Linked DNA regions of Mus musculus: region 2 is linked to region 1. Evidence: chromatin contacts called from public HiChIP or PLAC-seq data. All regions are on one chromosome and are shown on one strand. Each heading gives the region's core, a stretch centred on a gene start, on an enhancer-like site or on the middle of the called end of the contact. The rest is flanking DNA. Distances are from core to core; before and after follow the strand shown.

Region 1 (4,202 bases), core at 2-2,501:
CATAGCCACCACCATTTATTGAGCACATACTACGTGCCAGACATCATGCAGGGCTTGAATGATAACATTTAATCTTTACAGCAGCCCTTGAGAGAGGAGCTGCTACTTTCACAGGGCTGGGGGTAAAACCTGGAGCCTTGCACACACCAATCAAGTGTCCTGTGGGCACATCCCCAAGGTCTCCTGAGATAGGATCTTCTTCAGTTTGGCTTTAGACCACGGATCCGTCTGCCTCGCTCCCAAGTGCTGGGATTACAGGTTAATGCTACCACATCCCACTGTATAATTTAAAGCAGGAACGTGACACACCAAATAATCACAGATCAAAGACAGGAGCAGTTGTTCCTAGAAGGTAGAAAGTTTTACCCCCTTTTTATGGATGAGAAAACCGCGGCCCAGATAGGAGATGTGACCATTGGTGGCAGGAAAGAGGAGGGCAAGATAGAGTGGGCGATGTCTTGAGGCTATAAAACCCTTTCCAGAGTTCTCTGTGACCTGGGGACTATCTGAACGAGAGTAGCTGGCTCAGAGAAAGAGACCCTAGGATTTGAGACACGCCTCCACCCCCACCTTTCTAAAGCTGGATGTTGGCTTTGGTGGGAACCTTCTGGAGTAGAGACTTCCTATATCTGTATGCTAGGCTCTGTGCTGAGGCTGGGGCATGGCTGGGACTATCAGGGTCACTGATCTGGGAAGGGTCACTTAGCTGTAATCACATAGCCCCCACTGGGCTTTTGAAAACAAACAGCTCAGTGCCAGCTGAATGGACGTCACCAGAAACTCCAGTGTTCTCAGATGACAAGGAAGTGGAGTCTCACAGGATGTGACTTTTCGAGTCTCAACAGCCCCATCTTTCCACTAAGCCATACTCAGCTTCTAGTCTGGCCAGCCCTCTGGACCTGGGGTCTTTTGCAGATGCCCCCATTCCAGTGAAAGTTCTTAGGGGATATTTCTGTGACATGGGCCGGCCCTCCAAGGCTTATGCAAAAACCAAGTGACTGCAGTGGCCACGTTGGCCGTGCCCTCCTTGGGGCTAGTGAGTCACCCCAGCCGTGTCCCGCTTGGATGGTGTGAGCATCGGAGGGGGACACCCTCCAGGTGGAGGGACCCGGCAGGACACAGGAGCTCTGTCTGCTCCGGACAGACGGCCACTGTGCAGCAACCAGGAAGTGGGCTGGGCTGAGACAGACTAGGTAAATACCAGCAGGGAGGGCCCTTCATGGTGCGATGTGCCCCGCTGCCTCCTGCCAGGGGCTTGGGGGCTGTGGGCAACCACAACCTGGCAGGCGGCGGGTCCCACTCTGCCAAGGGACTGAGCTCCCGTTAGTCGCTCTGAGGTGGCTGCCAGAGTCCACCTCCCAAGAGGGATCCAGTCACTTAGTCTTCCCCTGACAGGCTCTGTTTCCCGGTTGGTTCTTCATGTATGCCCTAGTAATAATAATAATAGCTTGAGGGTGGCATTAAGGGCTCAGATACCAGCCTGGCCTTATCCAGCATCTATTGGCTGTGCTTAAGTCTGTCTCCCCTAGCTCCTGTGACAGTGAGTGTCCTGGGGAGGATTCCCAGTCAGCCACAACTCAGGTCTGGGCACTCTGATCCAGAGTCACATAGTCCCCCAGCCCCTCCTACATGTTTGTCCCTCCCTTCCTGAGCCCTCTTATCCTTGTAAAATAGCCCCATCAAAGGCCCAGTCCTGGCTGGGGAAGTGGCTTAGCGGATCCAGTGCTTGCCTAGCTTAGCCGCGTGAAGCCCTGAGCTTAATCCGTAACACTGCCCACGCTGGATATGGTGGTATGCCCCTGGGACCCCCAGCACCCAGGGGGTGTAGAGAGACAGGAGGACCAGATGTTGAAAGCTGTCCTTGGATACGCAGCAAAGCCAGGGCCAGTTTGAGATGCATGAGGCCCTGTCCCAAAAGGAAAACCCCAGCTCCTGTGCCTGTGTGTGGCCTTGCATCCCGGAGCTGGGATGCAATGATACAGCTTGCTCCTTTCTTGGCCTTAGCTTCCTCATCTAGAAGGCGGGGCCACGCAGCTGCTGCCTTATCTGGTACCCGCTAACTTCCATCCCATCCTTCAGTCCTTCCCTCAGGACTGAACCAGATAGCTGGCATTCGTGGTCACGTTTATTTGTGGCTCCTGCAGGAGTCAGGGTCCCCACTGGTCAGCCAAGGAACCCCAGGATGATGAAGAAACCCACAAAGTCTGTCTGAGGGTCCAGGGTCTGTCTCCTGCTGTAGAGCCCCCACCCAGCCCGCACTCACCCCTGGTCCTTGTTCTTATTCACTAATGGTCCTCAGTAGCCCCCCTCCCCCCGCACTCTCTGCATTCTGCCGTCTACCCCATTCCAGGCACGGAACTTTAGTCCTCCCCCTGTGCTCCCCTGCCCTGCACCTGCAGGAACCTCAGGGGTCCCTGATGCCCCCACATGGTGTTCAGTCCTGGCAGAATGGTGACTCTGAATGAATGTCTTCCTCAGGGGCGTAGGCTCTGGAAGGGGAAGAGGAGATAAGCAGATGGTGTATGCTGATGTGAAGTGTGTCACCTGCCACATTCACTGTGACATTACCTGCTGCACTCACTGTGACATGCAGAGTTAGTTTAGACCAGGAAAAAAATTCAAAGTACTATCCTTTTTTTTTCTCCTTATTTTTAAAATTCATTTATTTTAATAATTATGGTTATTTCACCTGCACGTATGTATGTGTGCCACATGTGTGCCTGGTGCTCACAGAGGCCAGAAGAAGGCATCAGATCCCCTGGGACTGAAGTCACAGACAGTTGTGAGCTGCCCCGTGGATGCTGGGACTTTAACCTGGATCCCCTGGAAAAAGCAGCGGTTTCTCCAGCCTCTCCATCCTGCTTTGAGACAGGGTCTCACTTAAGTAGTCCTGGCAGAATCGGAACTCACTGCATAGACCAGAGGGCCGTCAGACAAACTCACCAAGATGCCTTCCTGCCTCTTGCTCCTGAGTAATGGAATTGAAGCAAATGGCGAGGCAAAGGGCTGGACAACAGTGGAGGCCACCAGCCTGTCCACTCACACTAGGGTTTCCGGTCCTTTGTTCCTTTTTGTCTACCCCGGGGCCGTGCATACATGTGGCAGCTAATAATGACCCATTTAGAATGTATTGATCTAGAAGGCGAGACCTGAGGAAAGCCAGCGCCCTGCCGCCCTCCCCAGGAGCAGAGATGTCTTGCTTGCCCAAACCTGCCCCTGGGTTTTAAGCAGCTTTTCTTGCTCACGTAATGAGGTCGGCATCTGATAGTCTTGTGCCAGGGTTTCCATGAGGCCTGGCAAAGCCCTGAGAGTGAAGAGGATGCCCCCCCCTCCCCCTGGGCCAAGCGAACAATGGCGAGCGAGCCCTCTGGCCGCACTGCATCCTGGGCATACTTTGCAGCCTGCTGTTTACTGAGGCACCCTCAATCTGGCACCTCCTTACCTGACAACTTCTGCCCTCAAGCAGGCACAGAAACAAAGGCTCCCAGAGGCTATGGTGAACTTTGCAGTTATTAAGAGGGACACCCCCCCAATCTGATCCCCAGGATGTGTGATGTCAGCATGCACATTCTTGCCACACCCGACTGGCCAAGGGGTCATGACTGCAGAGTGTATGATCTCAGGCAATGTTCCCATAGTCGGGGCCTCTGTGGCAGACAGAGAGGAAGGCAGGGAGACCCTACTGGGGACCTGGGTCCCACTGGCATCCACACTGCATCCCTGGGCCGCTCCTGAGCTTCTGGGGACAATACTAGTAGCCTTTGCACCACTGGCTAGCTCTGCTGGCTGCCTACTTTGTTGTCTCCCAAGGAGGGATTACTACTGAATTTGCTCATGCTGGTATCCCCAGACAGACACAGGCCTGACACACAGAAGATGTTCAGGAGCATTTTGTAGAGTAGGTGAGCAGACAGGCCCTGAGATCTGTACCCTCCTTGAATCCATCCTGTTGAAGCTGCTGCCTGTGTGGATGCCAGTTTGCCACAAAGATTTGTGGGGGGCGGGGTTCACTATGTAGCCCAGGCTGGCCCTGAGCTTGGGCTCTTCTTGCCTTTTGTGCCTTAGTTCTGGATCTGAGGGCGTGCAGCCCACACCTGGCTTCAATGTGTAGGCTTTGTTCCCTTATGATTTCCTTAAATTTACCATGTAGTCAAGGATAACCCAGAACGCCTGAGCTGCCTGCCTCTTGTTTCCCAAATGCT
Region 2 (4,171 bases), core at 314-2,813, 370 kb before region 1:
TTGCTGAGTTCGAGGCCAGCCTGGTCTACAGAGTGAATTCCTAGAGAGACACGGTTACACAGAGAAACCCTGTCTCGTCTCAAACAACAAAATAAAAATTAAAACTAAAAATTAGAATATAATTCTGAGCACCCACTGTATTCAGGTCCACAAAATAAACAGCTGACTCTATACTCTGCTGCAGTTTTACTGTCACAGGGTGGGAAACAACCACAGTAAATACATTCAATGTCACAACAAACAGCTATAAGTTTCACCAAAAGGCCTTGGAGCAACAGACCAACATTTGGATCAGCGAGGTGGCTCATCGGGTAATACTGGCTGACCTCTGACCCATGTAAAGGCAGAGGACACCAGCAGGAACCAGCTCCAAAAAGTTGTTCTCTGACCTCCACACAAAACCCATGGTAGACCTGCCCATACAGATCACGCACACTTGCTGGTAAGCAAAATAAAGTGAGATTTGAGATTTCTTTTTTTTAATGATTTTTCGAGACAGGGTTTCTCTGTATAGCCCTGGCTGTCCTGGAACTCACTTTGTAGACCAGGCTGGCTTCGAACTCCACCTCCCTCTGCCTCCCAAGAGCTGGGATTAAAGGTGTGCGCCACCACGCCCGGCTGAGATTTGAGATCATTTTAAAGATGACAACATTTCAAATGGACTCTGAAAGTGCAGGTCTACATATCTACCTACATATCTAGAGATAGGACAGGGGCCACCTACTAAGTTCCTGTAACTTGACAACAAACACTTCAAAGAAAATGGGATTGTAGGGCTGGAGAGATGGTTCAGTGGTTAAGAGCATGAACTGCTCTTCCGAAGGTCCTGAGTTCAATTCCCAGCAACCACATGGTGGCTCACAACCATTGGCAACGAGATCTGGTGCCCTCTTCTGGGGTGTCTGAAGGCAGCTACAGTGCACTTACATATAATAAATAAATCTTTAAAAAAAAATTGTATTGTAAAGTCATATTTGCCCAAAAGTCAGATGTGAAAAGGTTGAATATATTGGTTATATTCCATCAACTGAAAAAAAAAAAAAAAAAAGACTACTACCTAAATACAACTAACTCTAGTGGCAACATATCTAAGACACGTGACAAGGTTAGCCACGCACACTAAACATCTCCCATTAATTTTTCAGCACAACTCTTGGATAATAGCTACAATAATTTACAGAAAAATAAACTCTAAGCTTACACTACAGAAAAACAAAAACAAAGCCTTTTCTCTTTCCAAGATCAATTTCTTCATCTGCCTTCAAACACACAGTCCCTCTGAAGTGAAAACAAACCACTGCTCTGGCCCCTGGCCGGCAAACACCCTTTCCCTCTTTCCTCAGTGGGCTCAAGAGGCCTTTCCACCCTCACTGTCCAACCCTCAGGGCTCCACCCCACCTGCTTGGAGCTCTACTGCACTAAGGACTTCCTTGGCAAAGCCGATGGCCTGGCTTCTGTTTTCTGGTTGCTCTTTTTTCACCCGGAGCTCCTGATGAGCCTCCTCTCACTCTCTGTCCTAATCACTGGAGCCACTGTGAGTCTCTGCTCCTCTGACTCCAGTCCCTTGCTCACTGTGAACTTCTCAAGTGTCCTGAGTGTCTGGTCTCCTACTTTTGCCCTCACTTGGTTAATAACGTCTTCTCTCCCTAGTCTTCAGCTGGCTGGGCTTGTAGTTCCAGACAACATTTCTAAATATGTTTGCACTAGCCAAGGCAAAGATAAAGATAATTCATTCTTTACAATAAATTCTTACTTCTAAGACTTCTAAGATTCTTATAAGCATTTCTGAGAAATGGATTCAAACATGTATTTAAATCAAAAAAGGAGCTGTGGATGCCAGCACAATATTTTCTTTTAAACAAATGAAAGATTTAATCAAATTCTGAAGGCAGAATTAGGCTCTCGGAAGGTCAGTGTTGCAGGCTGAAGAAACAATGTACACAATTTCTCCCCACATGTCCTATTTAGGTCAAGAGTGCAGTCTGGGCTGCTAGATGGAGGGAAGTGGGTGTGCCTGTCAGACTCACTGTGGGTAAGGAAATAGATAAGAAACTGCTAAAGCCTTGCCCCTGGCCGTTAAAAGAGTGCAAAACTTTCCTGTGCATTACAGAGAAGTCCAGGGAAAGTCCACTTGCCCCTCAAAGGATCCATATAATTATTGTATGAAAAAAAATGTAACCTTATCATTTTCTTTTCCATGTGAGCTGCAGTGGTGAATTATGAAACCCGTGGAAGGTCCTGAACTGCCTACCCAGACCTGTAAGTCAACAGCAAATTGCAAGTTATTCTACTTTTTTTATACAATATCACTTAGCATTCCTGATAAAGACATCAAAAAGTTTCAATGTTGGTTAGACGGTCAGAAAGAAAAGTCATTCCTATATACGGAAGAACTCTGTCTGGAACCTAATAAGTAACTAGAAAATATGCAACCGCTCTTTACAGAGCACTGAGAAATTCCAGAAGCATTTATACACAGCATCTCACAGAACCTCTGAAGCCTGCAGAGGAAGGGCAGAAGCAGTTAAACACTGGTGGTGGTGGTGGTGGTGGTGGTGGTGGTGGTGGTGGTGGTGTGGTGGTGGTGGTGTGGTGGGTTTGGGGGTTGTTCAGTGGTACAGTGCCTGACTAAACACTAGGCCTGATATACAGTCAATCAGAGATGGAAAAAACATCTCTCTCAAACCAGGAAGTTCCCAGTGCAAACACAGAATTCAGTCTTGGGTTTTTAAATTTCAATGTAGTAAGAGATCTGTGTGGTCACTTACACTCAGTGTAAGTCACAAAGTGAAAACCACAATTGTAGTCTAGATTGGAGGAGAAGGCCAACCATTAATAATCAAATTCCAAAATAGTTTATCTACAACTTTTCTACAAGTTAGAAGAAATCCTGTAAGCAAAGCAAACAAAAATTAAACCTTTTCTACAGGTCTCCAGCAGGCTAGTGCTACCTTTTTGTAGGACTCCATCAGTGAGACTTTCTTATTTAAAATACAGCCCTAGTGACAGTGACTGTTAAAATATGAAAGGTGACAGTTCTTCCCAAAGGTCACAGGAACAACCCGTAGATTTTCCTATAAAACTGACCTGGCTGCTCGGAAGTCTTTTGGGACACACCTAACAGGTTAAATGTCTAAGCACTCTACAACTAACTCCTTAAGATTAGAAAGTGTAATATAGAAACTCAAAGTTACAGATTCTCAGTTTACAGAATCACATAAAAATAACATTTTAACTTCCAAGAAAGAACCATTAAACTCTAAAAACATTAGCAGGCAGTGGTGGCACACACCTTGTAAAGCCCTAGCACTTGAGAGACAGGCGAATCTGAGTTCAAAGCCAGCATGATTCAGAGAATCAAGGACAGCTAAGGAACAAAGAGAAACACTGTCTAGAAACAACAAACAAAACAAACCCCTTAAAACCATTTTGAAAACAAATTACAGTGCTCTCTAAAGGTCAGATGCACTCAGGCACGTAAGGGAAGTAAGTTACTCAAGCGTCTAGATGCCAATGCCCAACTAAAACACGGTCCATCCTGGGTGGGAGCAGTGATGCAAGCTTCTAGCCCACACTCTGGAAGCAGAGGCAGGTAAACTTGTGAGTTCCAGACCGGCATGGTACACAAAACTATCCTTTCATTTTGCATGGTTTGATGAACAATGAAACTTAGTGATTTACTGATGAGACTGACATTGCAATCATAGCTGTGTGACATCTCACACTGTATCTACATCTGATATCTGTAGAGGGAATGATCATATAAAAATATCTCCAATTTCTTTGCCTTTAAAAACTTCATGTGGCACATGCCTTTAGTCCCAGGACTTGGGAGGCAGAGGCAGGCAGATCTCTGAGTTCGAGGCCAGTCTGGTCTACAGAGTGAGTTCCAAGACAGCCAGGGCTACACAGAGAAACCCTGTATCGAAAAAACAAAAACAAAAACTCATAATAATACTGAGTAATGATTTAAAAACAAATTTATGGAGTTAATATTGGCTAATTTTAGCTTAAATATCATATGACTCAAATCATAACATCATAGCACTTTTTATCCTATAGGCAAGCATGTTTGAGTAAGTCTTGTCAAGTCTATATATAACCTTAATCACGTTTTAAACTACATTCTGAAATAGTGGCAGCTGTTAAAATCTTATTGATCTGACCAAAT

The links. HiChIP or PLAC-seq counts read pairs in DNA pulled down with a chosen protein or histone mark.
Region 2: a FOXA1 HiChIP or PLAC-seq map of pancreatic cancer cells shows a contact between it and region 1. The contact joins two enhancer-like sites.

What each region holds. Positions count from the first base shown.
Region 1 is chr5:114,648,215-114,652,416 of GRCm38.p6, reverse strand. All of the region lies in intron 1 of Trpv4 (transient receptor potential cation channel, subfamily V, member 4), which reads left to right. Among named protein-coding and RNA genes, the nearest start is that of Trpv4, 8.1 kb to the left of the region's middle. Within about 2 kb of position 1,251, at least 59 of the 459 cell types and tissues checked have an H3K27ac peak or open chromatin away from gene starts, as enhancers often do. A contact at or near this core is called in pancreatic cancer cells, where this site is marked.
Region 2 is chr5:115,016,308-115,020,478 of GRCm38.p6, reverse strand. The region is part of intron 1 of Sppl3 (signal peptide peptidase 3); the gene reads right to left. Among named protein-coding and RNA genes, the nearest start is that of Sppl3, 6.9 kb to the right of the region's middle. Within about 2 kb of position 1,563, at least 57 of the 459 cell types and tissues checked have an H3K27ac peak or open chromatin away from gene starts, as enhancers often do. A contact at or near this core is called in pancreatic cancer cells, where this site is marked.